2 separate regions of the Mus musculus genome follow, and region 2 is linked to region 1. Evidence: chromatin contacts called from public Micro-C data. All regions are on one chromosome and are shown on one strand. Each heading gives the region's core, a stretch centred on a gene start, on an enhancer-like site or on the middle of the called end of the contact. The rest is flanking DNA. Distances are from core to core; before and after follow the strand shown. Region 1 holds the start of Ube3c (ubiquitin protein ligase E3C). Region 2 overlaps Ube3c (ubiquitin protein ligase E3C).

What was found. A called contact is a pair of places that touch in the nucleus more often than the background predicts.
Region 2: a contact with region 1 is called in a Micro-C map of trophoblast stem cells, with 2.2 times the contacts expected there. The contact joins the enhancer-like site here to the promoter of Ube3c in region 1. A contact is called at or near these places in 9 of 39 promoter capture datasets (the HPC-7 cell line, cranial neural crest, embryonic stem cells and 4 more), 4 of 15 datasets of contacts at CTCF or cohesin (the G1E-ER4 cell line, embryonic stem cells, pro-B cells and 1 more), 34 of 484 Hi-C or Micro-C datasets (the Ba/F3 cell line, the G1E-ER4 cell line, the HL-1 cell line and 12 more), 7 of 115 datasets of contacts at active chromatin or transcription factors (Th17 cells, bone marrow-derived macrophages, embryonic stem cells and 1 more) and 2 of 9 other capture datasets (liver and pancreatic islet).

What each region holds. Positions count from the first base shown.
Region 1 is chr5:29,565,749-29,572,675 of GRCm38.p6, forward strand. It overlaps Ube3c (ubiquitin protein ligase E3C), which reads left to right and starts at 3,494. Exons shown (of 23, transcript NM_133907.3): 1 at 3,494-3,832. The coding sequence starts at 3,767.
Region 2 is chr5:29,672,768-29,679,694 of GRCm38.p6, forward strand. It overlaps Ube3c (ubiquitin protein ligase E3C), which reads left to right. Exons shown (of 23, transcript NM_133907.3): 23 at 1,632-3,310. The coding sequence ends at 1,802. Among named protein-coding and RNA genes, the nearest start is that of Gm42245, 24 kb to the right of the region's middle. Within about 2 kb of position 4,169, at least 12 of the 459 cell types and tissues checked have an H3K27ac peak or open chromatin away from gene starts, as enhancers often do. A contact at or near this core is called in the P5424 cell line and trophoblast stem cells, where this site is marked.

The sequences.
Region 1 (6,927 bases), core at 2,244-4,743:
TCCTGTTCAAATGCTAATCTCTCCTGGAAATGCCTTCACAGACACAACCAAAAATAATGTTTTACTAGCAGACAACATCTAGAAATTCCTTAGCATCTGGAAACATAAAATGAACCATCCCTAGTCTATACACACCACCTGCCATGCAGTTGTAAATAATTTGTTATTATTTTAGGCTGAATTAAAATTTGTTATTTTGAGTCACACAACCACATCCACATCCACAGCATGTTGCAAGAACACTGCTTGCTACATAAACATGAGGACAAAAGTGGGAAGCATTTGTAATCTCAGGTACCTTGGAAATCCTGAATCTAGCCTCTGACTATGATTATACTTTAAATCACCATGGCTCAATACACAAATGACACTGCATTTATACAGTTATTGGTTGTTTTCTATACAATTAATATACAAAGAACTATTCACACTTTGGTTCCTGAATGCATGAAGCTGAGTCCTCAGTGCCTCAGCGGAACTCTGAAAGCATGGATAGTACTGAGCCTTATACATACAGTGTTTTCCACACATACTTGATGGGCTTGCACCTTTTCCCTCAAAAGAGGCATTTGACAACCTCACAAGCATTAAGTGAAAACTGATATGATAGCAAAGCTGACTGCTAAGTGTCTAATGGGAAGGTAACAAGTGCAAATGTGGATATTAAATGAGGGCATCATTCAGGTTATAGGAAGAACAGTAAGATTTCATCCGATTACTTAGAAAACTACTTGTGAGTTTTCTTGTATCTGGAATTTTCCATTTAATATTTTTGAACCATAACTGACTTAGGTATTTGAAATTATGTAGAAGGGGCAGATATCTGTATTTAATGTGTACTGATTATTTCTGAGTATACACCCAATGGTATCACTGCCACAAACAAGATAACAACACATTCAATGTCTCCTCCAAATAGTTCTGTGTCACCCAAACTGACTTGGGTCACCTTGTCACGTGTACTTTTGTGCAACCACTATCACAACTACTGATTTTCCTGGCACCAGAGACTATTGCGCTCTCCTCTACCTTGCCTGCAACTCTCATACCGTGGCTCTGTTCTAAATGGAATTTCATGGTACCAGTGTGACCTTTGGGCACTAGTGTTTCATCAGTGTAAAATCCTGTTCTCAAAGGCCATCTCAGGTGTTGTACAATAGTTACTCTCCTTTTGCTGTTTGGTTGTTTCCAGATTTGGGCAATTACAAAGCTGCTGCAAGTGTCATGTTCAGGTGTGGTTTCAGTCACAGCCCTCCTTACTCCTGGACAATTGCTAGTTCATATGGTAAGAATTTGTGTTTAAATCTTTATTAGAGCCAGGCATGGTGGCACATGCCTTTAACCCCAGCGCTCGGGAGGCACAGGCAGGCAGGTTTCTGAGTTCAAGGCCAGCCTGGTCTACAAAGTGAGTTCAGGACAGCCAGGGCTATACAGAGAAACCCTGTCTTGAAAAACAAAACAAAAACAAAAAACAAAAAACAAAACAAAAAAATCTTTATTAGAGAAACTGCCAAGGCATGTTGCAGGTAGTTCTGCATTCATTCTGAATTCTCAATAGAATGAGAGCTCTGTCTCCATGGCTTCCTTAGTGTGTAGTAATGTCACACCATCTGTTAAGTAGGAATCTGTATCTATAGGATTTTGATCTACCTCTTCCCCCGGCCTTTTAGTCATTACATATTTATTCAAACAATTACAAAAATATTGGGGCTCTTGTCACTGTTGCCAATACAGCACTAAACTTGAGGTTGGCAAGATGATTCAGCAGTAAATGTGCTTCCCATCAAGCCTGACGACTGAACTCACACTCTTGAATACACTTGGTAGTGGAGAACAGACTCTTATAAATTATCCTCTGACATTCAAATATGTGTACATACACACACACACACACACACACACACACACACAGAGCCAGTGAGAGAGAGAGAGAGAGAGAGACAGAGAGAGAGAGAGAGAGAGAGAGAGAGAGAGAGAGAACTGGTAAAATGATAGAACAGATGAAAAGTACCAGTTGCTTGCTACCAAGTCTTATGACCTGAGTTTGATTCCTGGTACCCATATAGTGGAAAGAGAGACAAGTTGTACTCTGACCTCCACATGCACATCATGGCATGCACCCTACCCCATAAACACTAAGTAAACTAAAATGTACATTTTTTTAATTAAAAAGAGGACTGGCTTGTATGGTGGTACAGATCTTTAATCCTAACACTAACAGGCAGTGGATAGAGGATCACTGTGAGGTCCAGGCCAGCTAGGGCTATACAGTGAGACCTTATTTCAAAAACAAAAAATTAAACTGTGCTGGAGACATGGCTCATAAGTTAAGAGCACTTGTTGCAGAAGAACTGGTTTCAGTTCCAGATCCTACATGGCAATTCCAGTTCCAAGAGATCCAATGCACTGTCTTGTACCAAGCACACACACATAATTCACAGACACGTAATATACATGCAGGTCAAATATTCATACATATAAATAAATCTTTTGAAGAAGAAACAAAAACAAAGCAAAACAAGATGTCTTCTATCATGTGCACATGGTAATGCATGTGTATGTGATATATTTATGTATCTGTATATATACTTGTGTATACACAATATACATAACATATATGTATGTACACAGAGCATATACTATATAATACTGTGCATGTACATGACATATATGCATAATATATATTTTTTTTATGCATGCCATGGCATGTATTTGTGTTAAACTCTATGTATATGCATACTGTTTTATGCATATGTATATGTGTATATATGCATGCATACATGATATATATTTATGTTGGTTTGTATGACATATGTGTATGTATATATGTTGTATATGACATCGATTCATTTACATTACTTTGTGTATATTTATGTTTGTGCTTATGTATATGTAATAGCACGTTTTTATACATGTACATACATATATTAAACATGCATAAGTGTATAGATATATGATAGGGTATATTTGTGCATTATGTATTTATGATGCATTTATACATTTGGCATGCATTTATATATATATATATGAATATGTGAATATATATATGAATATAACTTTCATTTGTTGGTGTGCATTTGTGTATTTGTATGGTGTGTGTTCACGAATACCTTTGTTCGTATAACATATATTATTCGTCTCTGTCTGTCATGGTGTAGAGTCTCTGCATTAGTAACCTGTTCCCCCACATCTAGCTGGAGGGTGAAAGCGGCCTCTTATGCAGGGCTTCCGGTCTCCAGCAGTGCGCGCGACCCGGTCGGCGTCAATGGGCGGCGGGCGGCGGAAATCGTCTGGTGGCATGACGCACGCGCGGAAGGATGTTGCACCCGCGGAGCCGCGCACGCAGGCAAGTCCAAGGGCTGCCGGGAGGAGCACCGTATTATCGATGGCGGCCCTGGCGTCGGTGCCCGCGCTCGCGGGGGCTGCCGGGAGGAGCGCCGCGCCGTCGATGACCGCGCACGTTCACGGGACCGCGCGCGCAGTGCGGGCGGTCACCATCTTGGTACCTACGGCAGCGCGGTGCAGGCGCGAGTCGGGGCGTCCCTCGCTTGACGGTGGCGCGCTGTGGATAAATAAGCAGCGGGGACAGGCCGGCCTCCAGCGTCGCCGCGCTCGCGCCCGCGTGCAGGGCGGAGAGCGCTGAGCCTCGGGGGGGGCGGCGCGGGACAGCGAGGCCGCGACCCTGCCGGGCCCCGCCCAGCCCGCCGGGCCCGCCCCCGGCCGCTCCGCTGCCTGCCGGGCCGCGCAGATGGGATAAGCGGCGAAGATGTTCAGCTTCGAAGGCGACTTCAAGACAAGGCCCAAAGTGTCTCTCGGTGGCGCGAGCAGGAAGGTGAGGCGGTGCGGCCCGAGGTGTTAACCGAACCCGGGTCTGACAGCACCCAGGCGGCGCTGCTCCGCTGTAAGGTGTGGAGCGAGCTCCAGCCGGGTGCGGCTGCGGTGCAGTCCTGACAGGTTTGTGAGGAGGCTCCAGAGGAGCGCTGTCGAGCCGCGGACTGAGCGGCTGGGTCATTCATTGCGACCTCGCGGCCGCCTGCCCAAGGGCCGCAGTTTTGACCTGGAAGCACGTGCACTGGCAGTCTGGCTGGGGGCGTTACACAGTTAGCTGTCCAGCAGGGCGAGGCAGGTGCCCCCGCCCCCATTCCGCCCTTTAAGAACTCTTTACAAGCTATAAACTTGACATACCCGCTCCTCACAAAGCTTGGAGTGAGTGCCTTGCCCTCAAGAACAGCTTAGGGAAGAGTCCCTCGTGCCTGTGAAGTGGGAGGGGGCAGGTAGGACAAGGTCTTTGTAATCTGCATCGCGCTTTAGCTTGCCCCACTCGGAGCAATACAGAGTTTTGCCTGCCTGAGGCCTGAGGCCCCGGTCGCTTTTGGACCTTTGCTTGGTGATGGTTTTGACACTGGTCGGCTTTTTGGGGCTGTCTGAAGGATGAAGGCAATCGGCCGTGATGCTCTAGGCCGAGCCCGGAATCCAGACAGGATCCCTAGAGTTGTTAAAAGGATTTTTTTTTCCCATTAGGCGAAATTTTAAAGCTTTATTTTAAAAATTTATACATATGAGTGTTTGCCTGCATGTATGTAATGTGCACCACAGGCTTGCTTAGTTCCCGCAGAGGTCAGAAGAGGGCTTCCGATCTCCTGGAACTGGAGTTAAGGACACTTGTGAGTTGACATGTGGGTAGTAGGAAGAAAACCCAGACCCTCAGTAAAAGCAATAAGTGACCTTAACTGCTTAGCCATCTCCCTAGCCCTTTAATGTAAAATTTTTTGTCTTTTTTTTTCCCCCAAATTATTGTACGTTTGAGAGCAGTGTTGCTGAGCCTTTGCTCCAGCTTCATTTTATAAAGGATTTTTATCTGGACACACATTTGTAAATGGTCACTCCTGAAAACGAATGTCCCATCCTACCCATAATTGTTCTTCACCAAGCAAACTGCTTTTCTGACCAGTTTCTACAGGTCACTTTTAACGTTGAGCTTCGTGCAAACGAGGTCAGATGAAGCTTGGTCAGCCTCTGTGCCTTGCTTCTTGAGCTAGGTGCTTTCTTTGATAGATTCTTCCATCCCACTGTGTCCCTGTTAGTTCAGGACCTGAAAAAACCATAATTAACCCATCCTGGTTTTCATGGGTGCTTTGGTGGATGTTGCTTACACTGTGTTCTGCTGGTGCACACTGCCCGTTACTTCCCGAGTTGATGTGCCCACTACCCTACAGCCAGCAGTCTGAGGGCACCACTGACTCAGATCCTGGCCAGTAAGTGATATTAAGAGTCTTTGGAATTAATGGCCATTCTAGTATACTTCATTCATGTCTTAAATTATAATTTGAAATCTTTCCCTTCTTCAGCTTAGTGGAAAATTGATCTTTTCCTTTTTCAAAGTTAATGAATATTTTTATGTTTATTATCTTTAAGAACTATATGCTGGAAAAGTCCAAGACTTGATGAGTTTATTGGGGAGTTTGTTGGGGAGATAAGATTTAAACCTTGAAAAGTTATGGTGTACTAATGACTGGTTTTTTTGTTTGTTTATTTCAATTGTTTTTGTACTTCTTTCAGGCTAATACAGAAACACAGAATTGGTTGACATGCTCTAGAAAGGTGGGAAGTAGTAGGATGGGTTTGAAGGGACAATGTAGAAAGTTTGAAGTAGGTGTGTGGTGGGTTCCAGTGCTTCAGTTCTACCATTATCTACATGTATATTGTTTGAGACAGGACCTTATACTGGAATCCGACTGGCCTCAGACTCACTGTGTAGCCCACTCTGGCCTCAGATTTATGTACAGTCCTTCTGCCTCTGCCTTCCAAGTGCAGGAATCACAGACAGGAATGCAGCAACAGGCCCAGCTCTGGGTCAGTGCTTCTGAAATCAGGATACATCCTCATGGCACAGTTTATTTGGTAGCTTTGTGTGTGTATAGAAGACTATCTTAGTAGTCAGTTTGATTGCAAGTACAAAAATCCATTGAAACGAAGTGCAGAAAAGCAAATAAACAAAAAGCCTGTGAGAGGCATGATGATATTTCATAAAATGTGCAAGTCAAAAACTGTCCAGTTTCTATGCTACCGGTACCAAGGTAGTTTAGGTCAGCTATTCTCTTTGAGTTGCATTCTTGACTTTGTCTCTGTATATAGGTCCTGTCCATTTATTTTATTCTAGCCAAGCAGTGCCCATATATGGTTTCCTAGTTGAGTGCCTTGATCTCCAAGGCAATCTTCTGGAGAGGAAATCTTGGCTGGATCATGGTTTCCACCTGTGAGCTGAGTCTCAACCTCTGAGGGGTGAGTTGAGGAAATCTTCAGTACAGATTATTCCAGGTGTGTGCTTAAGCTAGGAGAAGACAGAGGAACAGAATGCCAAGGTTCCTGTGGGGTTCAGACATGTGTGGAACCTGAGAAATCTGAGTAGACATGGAGGTATGAGGGATGTCAGTGAACCAGTTGGCTTAGTTGCTGATTCAAGTTTGGGACAAGAAGTATCCCAAGTATACCTTGGAGACCTAAGAAGACTGATGTCTGGGAAATGAGTTTATAGGAGGAAGAAGTGAGCCAGAAGTGTTGAATGCTGAATGCCTCCAGATAACACCATAATTTAGACTTGAGACTGGAAGACAGGTGACTAGTGAGTGTGCCCCTTAGGGTAACAGGAGCTGTAGTCAAGACTGCAGTTAGGCAAGGAATGGAGGGGGCTGTACAATGCCTCTCTTAAAAGACCAAAAGATTGAATGGATGTCAAGGAGAAAGAATTTGAAGTCTAAAGAAGGTTTGGGTGATAGGACAACTTGACCAAGTTTTATAGAATGGGGCAAAGAAAGATGAGGGGAGGCAAGGAGTAAAAATATAGGGAAGAACCTGGAAAAACCAGGTGTATACAGTTGAGAACTACTTTCACATTGAAAGTGAGAGTGTGTGTGGATGTAGAAAAGT
Region 2 (6,927 bases), core at 2,919-5,418, 110 kb after region 1:
GCACCGACTGTTCTTCCAAAGGTCATGGTGACTCACAACCATCCCTAACAAAAATCTGATGCTCTCTTCTGGAGTGTCTAAAGACAGCTACAGTGTACACATATAATAAATAAATAAGTCTTTAAAAATAAATAAATAGAATAGACTAAAAAAAGAAAAATGATTTGTGCTGGGCAGTGCTGGCACCTTTAATCCCAGGACTTGGAAGGCAGAGGCAGGCAGATTTCTGAGTTCAAGGCCAGCCTGGTCTACAGAGTGAGTTCCAGGACAGCCAGGGCTACACAGAGAAACCCTGTCTCGAAAAACCAAAAAAAAAAAAAGAGCAATGATGCCTCACAACTGGCTATAACTACAATTCCAGTGATCTGGTGGTCTTTTCTGACCTCCTTAGGCCCCAGACACACATGTAGTTCACATACACATAAAACAAAAATAAATAACTTTTTTCTTTTTTTTTTTTCTTTGGAGGGGAGTGGGTAGGTAATCCCAGGCAGGCAGATCTATGAGTTTGAGGCTGAAAATCTGTGAGTTTTATGCTAGCCCAGTCTACAAAGAGAGTTCTAAAACTGTCAGGGCAGAGAAACCCTGTCTTGAAAAATCAAAGGGGAGGAGGGTAGAAGGGGGTGCAACAGCACATACAGCTTGTCATTTCCATTTTACTATAAGCACATTGAGCAATTCATCATTTTGCTATAATTGGAGCTTGAGTTCTCTATGTAATTAAAAAAAATAGGGCTGGAGAGATGGCTCAGAGGTTAAGAGCAGAGAACCTGGTTAATTTCCAGCACCCACATGGCAGTTCAGAACTAGTTGTAACTCTACTTCCAGGGGACCCAACATCTTCACACAAACATACATGCAAGCAAAACACCAATTCCAAAGTGTGTCTGTTGTGTGCGTGTGGGTGTAGGTGTGGGTGGCTGGGGAGGTAGTTCACCAGGTAAAAGCACCAAGCCTGACAACCTAAGTTCAGTACCCCAGCACATGTGGTAAAAGTAAAGAACTTACTCCAAGTAGTTGTCTGCTTACTTCTACATGTTCTGTGGCATGTATGTATCACACCCAAATGTACACAAGTACAATATAATTTCTAAAGATATTTAAAACCATAATGAAGTTGGGCAATGTTGGTGCATGCCTTTAACCCCAGCGCTCTGGAGGCATGTAAATCTTAGAGTTCAAGGTCAGCAGCTCTCAGATGGAAATCCTGGACAGCCAGGACTATACAGAGAAACTCTGTCTCAAAAACCAAAAATACATACATACATGCATACATACATACATACACACACACTCACAAACAAAAAAGGCAAGGATCTGGAGAGGTAGCCTAGCCATTAAGAGCCTATTCTGCTCTTGTAGAGCACCCAAGTTCAGTTCCCAGCATCCACGTGCAGTAGCTTACAACCACTGTAACCTCATCTCAAGGGGTATCCAAATACCTCTGGCTACTGAATGACGCCCTCACATGCACAGTCACACCTACTTGTACATATATGTAATTTAAGATAACTCTTTACAAGAAAGAATACTTTTGAGAAAAGCAGCTTCCAGAGTAACTGACAAGCAAGCTCTGGTAGGCTCCCGGCTATACTAGAATCCTCTAACCATATCCTGTGCCCTTCTTCTAGGAGCTATACCCTGCGTTTTGCATTCACAATGGAGGCTCTGACCTTGAGCGGCTACCTACAGCCAGCACCTGCATGAACCTGCTGAAGCTCCCAGAGTTTTATGATGAAGCCCTGCTGCGAAGCAAGCTGCTGTATGCCATTGAGTGTGCTGCTGGCTTTGAGCTGAGCTGAATTGAGCCCAGAGAACTTGATCTCACCCAAAGGCAGCCAGCACCTACCAGACCCAAGAGAGCACTCAGGCAGGACCCTCAGCTCTCCTCAGGCCTTCTATCTGGCATCTCTCCCTTTCTAATTTTTTTTTTAGATGATTTTATCGTGACATAGTCACATACATAGATGGACATTGCTTTTCACATAACCTAGCTATTGTTATGTGCTATGTGGCTGGTTTAGTAATTTTGCCAAGAAGAGCACAGGTTTTAGAATAGTGGCAACTCAGTGAAATTAACCAAAGATGAAGCTTTGGCCTTGCTGACCCAGTTTATATCCCTTCTTGGGTCAGGCACCAGTATCTGCATACAGAATCTGGGGCTGATACACAGAGCCAAGCCACTGCTTCTCATGTGGTTGATTGTTTACAAGCCTAATTGTAAAAACTGAAGGCATTTTTCCTGCTGCCTTTTCCCAAAGTGGTTAGGTTTGGAAAATGGATAACACTAGTATTATTTTATTTGTGCTTTTTAAGCCATGTCCCCCAGGTGGGAATCGCATGCTTGTCTTCAGACTCCTACTGACCTGCCTCATGAGGTTTGGACATGGCTGTGTGGGTTGAGGTGACTGCTGCCCTCATTGCTCTTTGCCTGTCTCTGCTTTATGCCTGGAAAGCTTTCCAGGAGGTGGAGGAGAAGGGTCCTTACACTTCCTGAGGTACCGTGTCACCTGCAGTGAGTTGGCAACTGGGGATGTGGGCACTGCAGCTTTTATTAAAGTCATTTGAACCAAAGTGGCGGGCTGCGTCTCTCCGTGATCCATATGCCCTCCTAGCCTGGCTGTGCCCATCATCTTGCGCATCTTGGGGGGACTTATCCCAGGCCTCAGCACCTCTGCTTTCTGCCGCTGTCTTGATAAGAAGACAGCATCCCTGGCATCTGCCAGGGAAGAGCATCAGGCCAGGTGATTCTCACTTGGGCACTTTATCAGGGTCAAACTTGTTGCCAGTTGACCTCAGCCTCTGCAAACAAAGCAGGGAAGCATCTGAGAGGCTAGCATACAAGGATCATCATGGAGCTGGTGAGGACTCCAGACTCTGCTTCTCGTCTAAGTCCAGCATCTGTGCCTGGAGGCTCTTTGTGCTGTTGGAGTTAGGTGAACAGAATTAGCAATATACTTTTAAATGTGGGAAAACTGAATGACACTTTTAAGACAATGACAATTATCAGACAAAATGTATAATTTCTTAATTTGAATAATAAAGTATTTAAATGCTATTTGTAGTCTTGATACATAGGAAGAAATAGCATTTATCCTTGATTTTGTTTTTTGTTTGGGGATGTTTATATTGAATGTCCTACATCTTTTTATGAGTTAATTTGTGTATTAGTGTTTTAGAATTGAAGTATCTGAGACTGGAGATAAATTGGCAGTTTGTATTTTTTTTCTGTTGGCTCTTCTGAGCTTATTTATTTGTACATCCTAATGGGTGAATATTTACATTAAATCTTTTCCCCAAGATTGTGTTGGAGTTTTGCCCCAGATCACTGGTCAGTTGTGTTCTGCTGTAGTAGACTTACTTTTCCAGGTCATATATCTACAGTGTAGGAAGCCACGCAGCCTGTGGTCCCTGGAATAACCACCAGAAGTAAGGTGCTCAGGTGCTAACTCTCAATGGGTCTGATATTAAATTACTGAGAAAAAAATCTTCCAAAACGAAGATTCTCTTTTTTTTGGTTTTTCAAGACACCCTGTGTAGCCCTGGCTGTTCTGGAACTCACTTTGTAGACCAGGCTGGCCTCGAACTCAGAAATCCGCCTGCCTCTGCCTCCCAAGTGCTGGGATTAAAGGTGTGCACCACCACCGCCCGGCCAAAAGGAAGGTTCTCATTTCCTCATTGTTCTAGGTGCCTTTGTGTTTGGTCCTAGTTTGCTTACTTTGGGTGACTTTTCTTTTTTTTTTTTTTTTTTTTTTTTTTTTTGAGACTTTGGGCTGGTGGTTGGTGATACAGGTGTTTCTCATGGGCTGTTACGTGATTAGAGAGCGTTTGCTTTGGTGTCTGTTCCAACCACATCATAAGTACCAGGTGTATACTGTCACTAAGTGGGCACAGCTTGTATGGAGGTACCCAGTGTGGGCTCTAGTGTACTGAGCTGCTGGCACCTTGTGTTTATGCTCAGTAGTTCTTATAGTAAAGAGAAAAGTTTGCTGAAAACAGCGTAAGATTAAAACTTTATGAGTAAATGAAAATTAAGAGCCCACTGCTCATTCACTCACATCTACCTAGACACACAACAGGAAACAAACTGTCATCATAGTCTATTATACACTAGTGTCAATGCCTCTAGGGCAGACTTAACCCCACCCACTCCAAGAGCCACAGGCCTTCTAAAAGAAGATCCCATACTCTCTAGACAGCACTGCATTGGAGCTGGCCCAGCTGGTCTTAAGTTGTGGTGTTGGGTAGTGACCTAAACAGACTGGGGGCCCAGAGGTGCAGTGCAGAAGTTCACCAAACACATGGAAGCCTCTGTTCCAGAAACATGAGGGTTGTGTGACTCTAGGCATGGGCATACTTGAAATGAGTATACTTAACAGGTTCCACAGTATCTACAGGCTGCACTACATCTATGAATGTAGGCTCTTAAATGTCTTTGGCAAGTTTAGCAGTTGTCACATCTCAAACTTACTGTACTACTGTGACACTGTAATGCTTGCCTGTGATCAACAGTCTTTGTTAGTCCTATAAAAAAAATTTTGGGCCAAGCAGTGGTGGTGAACGCCTTTAATCCCAGCACTTGTGGGAGGGGTGGGGGGAGGGCGGGGGGGGGGGGGGGAGGCGGATTTCTTTGTTTGAGGCCAGCCTGGTCTACAGAGTGAGTTCCAGGACAGCCAGAGCTACACAGACAAACCCTGTCTCAAAAAAGCATTAAAAAAAAAAATGTTTTGGGCCAGGCCAGTGGTGACAACCCTTTTAGTCCCAGCACTTGGGAGGCAGAGGCAGCTGAATCTCTGTGAGTTCAAGGCCAGTCTGGTCTATAGGCAATTTGCAAGAGAGCCAGGGCTATACAGAGAAACCCTGACTCAAGAAAAAATAAGGGGGGCTGGAGAGATGACTCAGTGGTTAAGAGCGCTAACTGCTCTTCCAGAGGTCCTGAGTTCAATTCCCAGCAACCACATGGTGGCTCACAACCATCTGTAATAGGATCGGATGTCCTCTTCTGGTGTGTCTGAGGACAGCTATAGTGTATTCATAAACATAAAATAAATAAATAAATCTTTTTTAAAAAAGGAAAGAGAAAAATAAGAAAAGGAAAGAAATTGTTTTTGAGACACCACAGGCTGAACCCAGACAGGATAGTGACCTTGATGTATAAATATGTTCTGACTACTGAAAGTGGTATCCATGTCTCCCTCTTTAAATGTCCGTTCCCACAAATACAGAAATATTGATGTCAGGCTGGTTGGTCACTATACAATGGTCTCTGCGTGTGAAGTAAAAAAAAAAAAAGTCATTTTGACTCTTTCAAGCAAGAGATAGGGGTAGGCCACAGTGGACAAGCACTTGTCACAGAAGAGTGAGAACCCGGATTTGTATCTCAGCATCTTAAAAACAGCAAAAACTGGAAATGATGAGGTTTAGTGGAGACATGTTAGAACTATGATGAGGGCCAGACATTGGGACACACATTTAGGAGTCTTAAGAGCAAATGCTACAAGACCTAAGCCAGTCTGAACTATGTATCAGTCTAGCTATGGCTACCTACTGAGACCATGTCTCAAAGAAAGAAAAAAAAGAAACTTCAGGCTGAAAGCAAGGCTTCCTCTGCTACAGTAGAGGAAAAGATCTTGAACTGAAGTGTGCTGGGTGTGTGCAAGTTAAGAGAAGGCAGCAAGGCCTTGCTATTAGGAATAGCTAAGGCCTAAGGAATGAAGTCGGTAGAAAAACAACCCAAAACAAAAACAAAAACCCAGCACTTAACCTAAAGGGAAAAGAAAAGCTTTATTCTGGAGCCTTTCTGAGCAACCGTAGCCCAGAAGTGATTCAGGTTGCCTCAGATTCCATGTTCTAATGCAGGAGCAGTTTCATGGGGAATTAGTTTTACAGAATAAAGAAAGTTAGAAGTCAAGGCAGCTTTAGATACGTTTATGGGTACATCAAAGAGGCAAGATGGAGGAAGCTTTTCTATAGGCCCAAGATGCTATATGATGACAGTCTTAACTTTGGGGATGGTGGAAGATAGTGGTTTGCTAAGTTAATAGACTGCAAGGGCTTTTTATCAGTCAAGATATTAGTTAAGAGCCGGGCAGTGGTGGCGCACGCCTTTAATCTCAGCACTCGGGAGGCAGAGACAGGCGGATTTCTGAGTTTGAGGCCAGCCTGGTCTACAAAGTGAGTGCCAGGACAGCCGGGGCTACACAGAGACACAGAGAAACCCTGTCTCGAAAAACAAAACCCAAAAAAAAAAAAAAAAAAAAAAGGTTAAAGCCAATCCATTTTTAATTTATTTGTGTACATGGATGAGAATTATGAATATAAGTCTTCTTCTTCTACATATGGACTTTTGCTTTCCTACCACCATTTGTTGAGAATGCTCTCTTTTCATTTTTTTTCTTTTGTTTTTGTTCTGATTTTTGTTTTTCTAGGCAGTTTTTCTGTATAGCCCTGGCTCTCCTGGAACTCACCAGTTGTAGACCAGGCTGGCCTTGAACTCAGAGATGTACCTGCCTCTACCTCCTGAGTGCTGGCATTAAAAGTGTACACCATCACTGCTGCCACCCAGCTGAAGATGTGTCTCTTTCATCATTTTGCTTTTATTGTTTATGCCTTTGACACTATTGTCAGAAATAGGTGGTTGTAGTTGTATAGATATGTCCCCTGCTCCTTTGCTCTGTTCCATTGGTCTGTGCTTTTGCTTTTGTTGGGAGTCAAACCTGGTCCTCTGGAAGAGAATTATGTGCTCCTTACCACTGTATATCTCTCCAACCGCTATGCCTGTCACTCCTAGCATGCCATGACGACAGTAACGGCTGCTTTCCCTTCTGATTGTGCCTGACAGCAGGTTCCAAGGCCCAAGGTGATACCAGTATACTGCAGCACTAGTAAGAGCACTGCCCTGGAGGTAGGATGCCTCTGTTCCTTCCT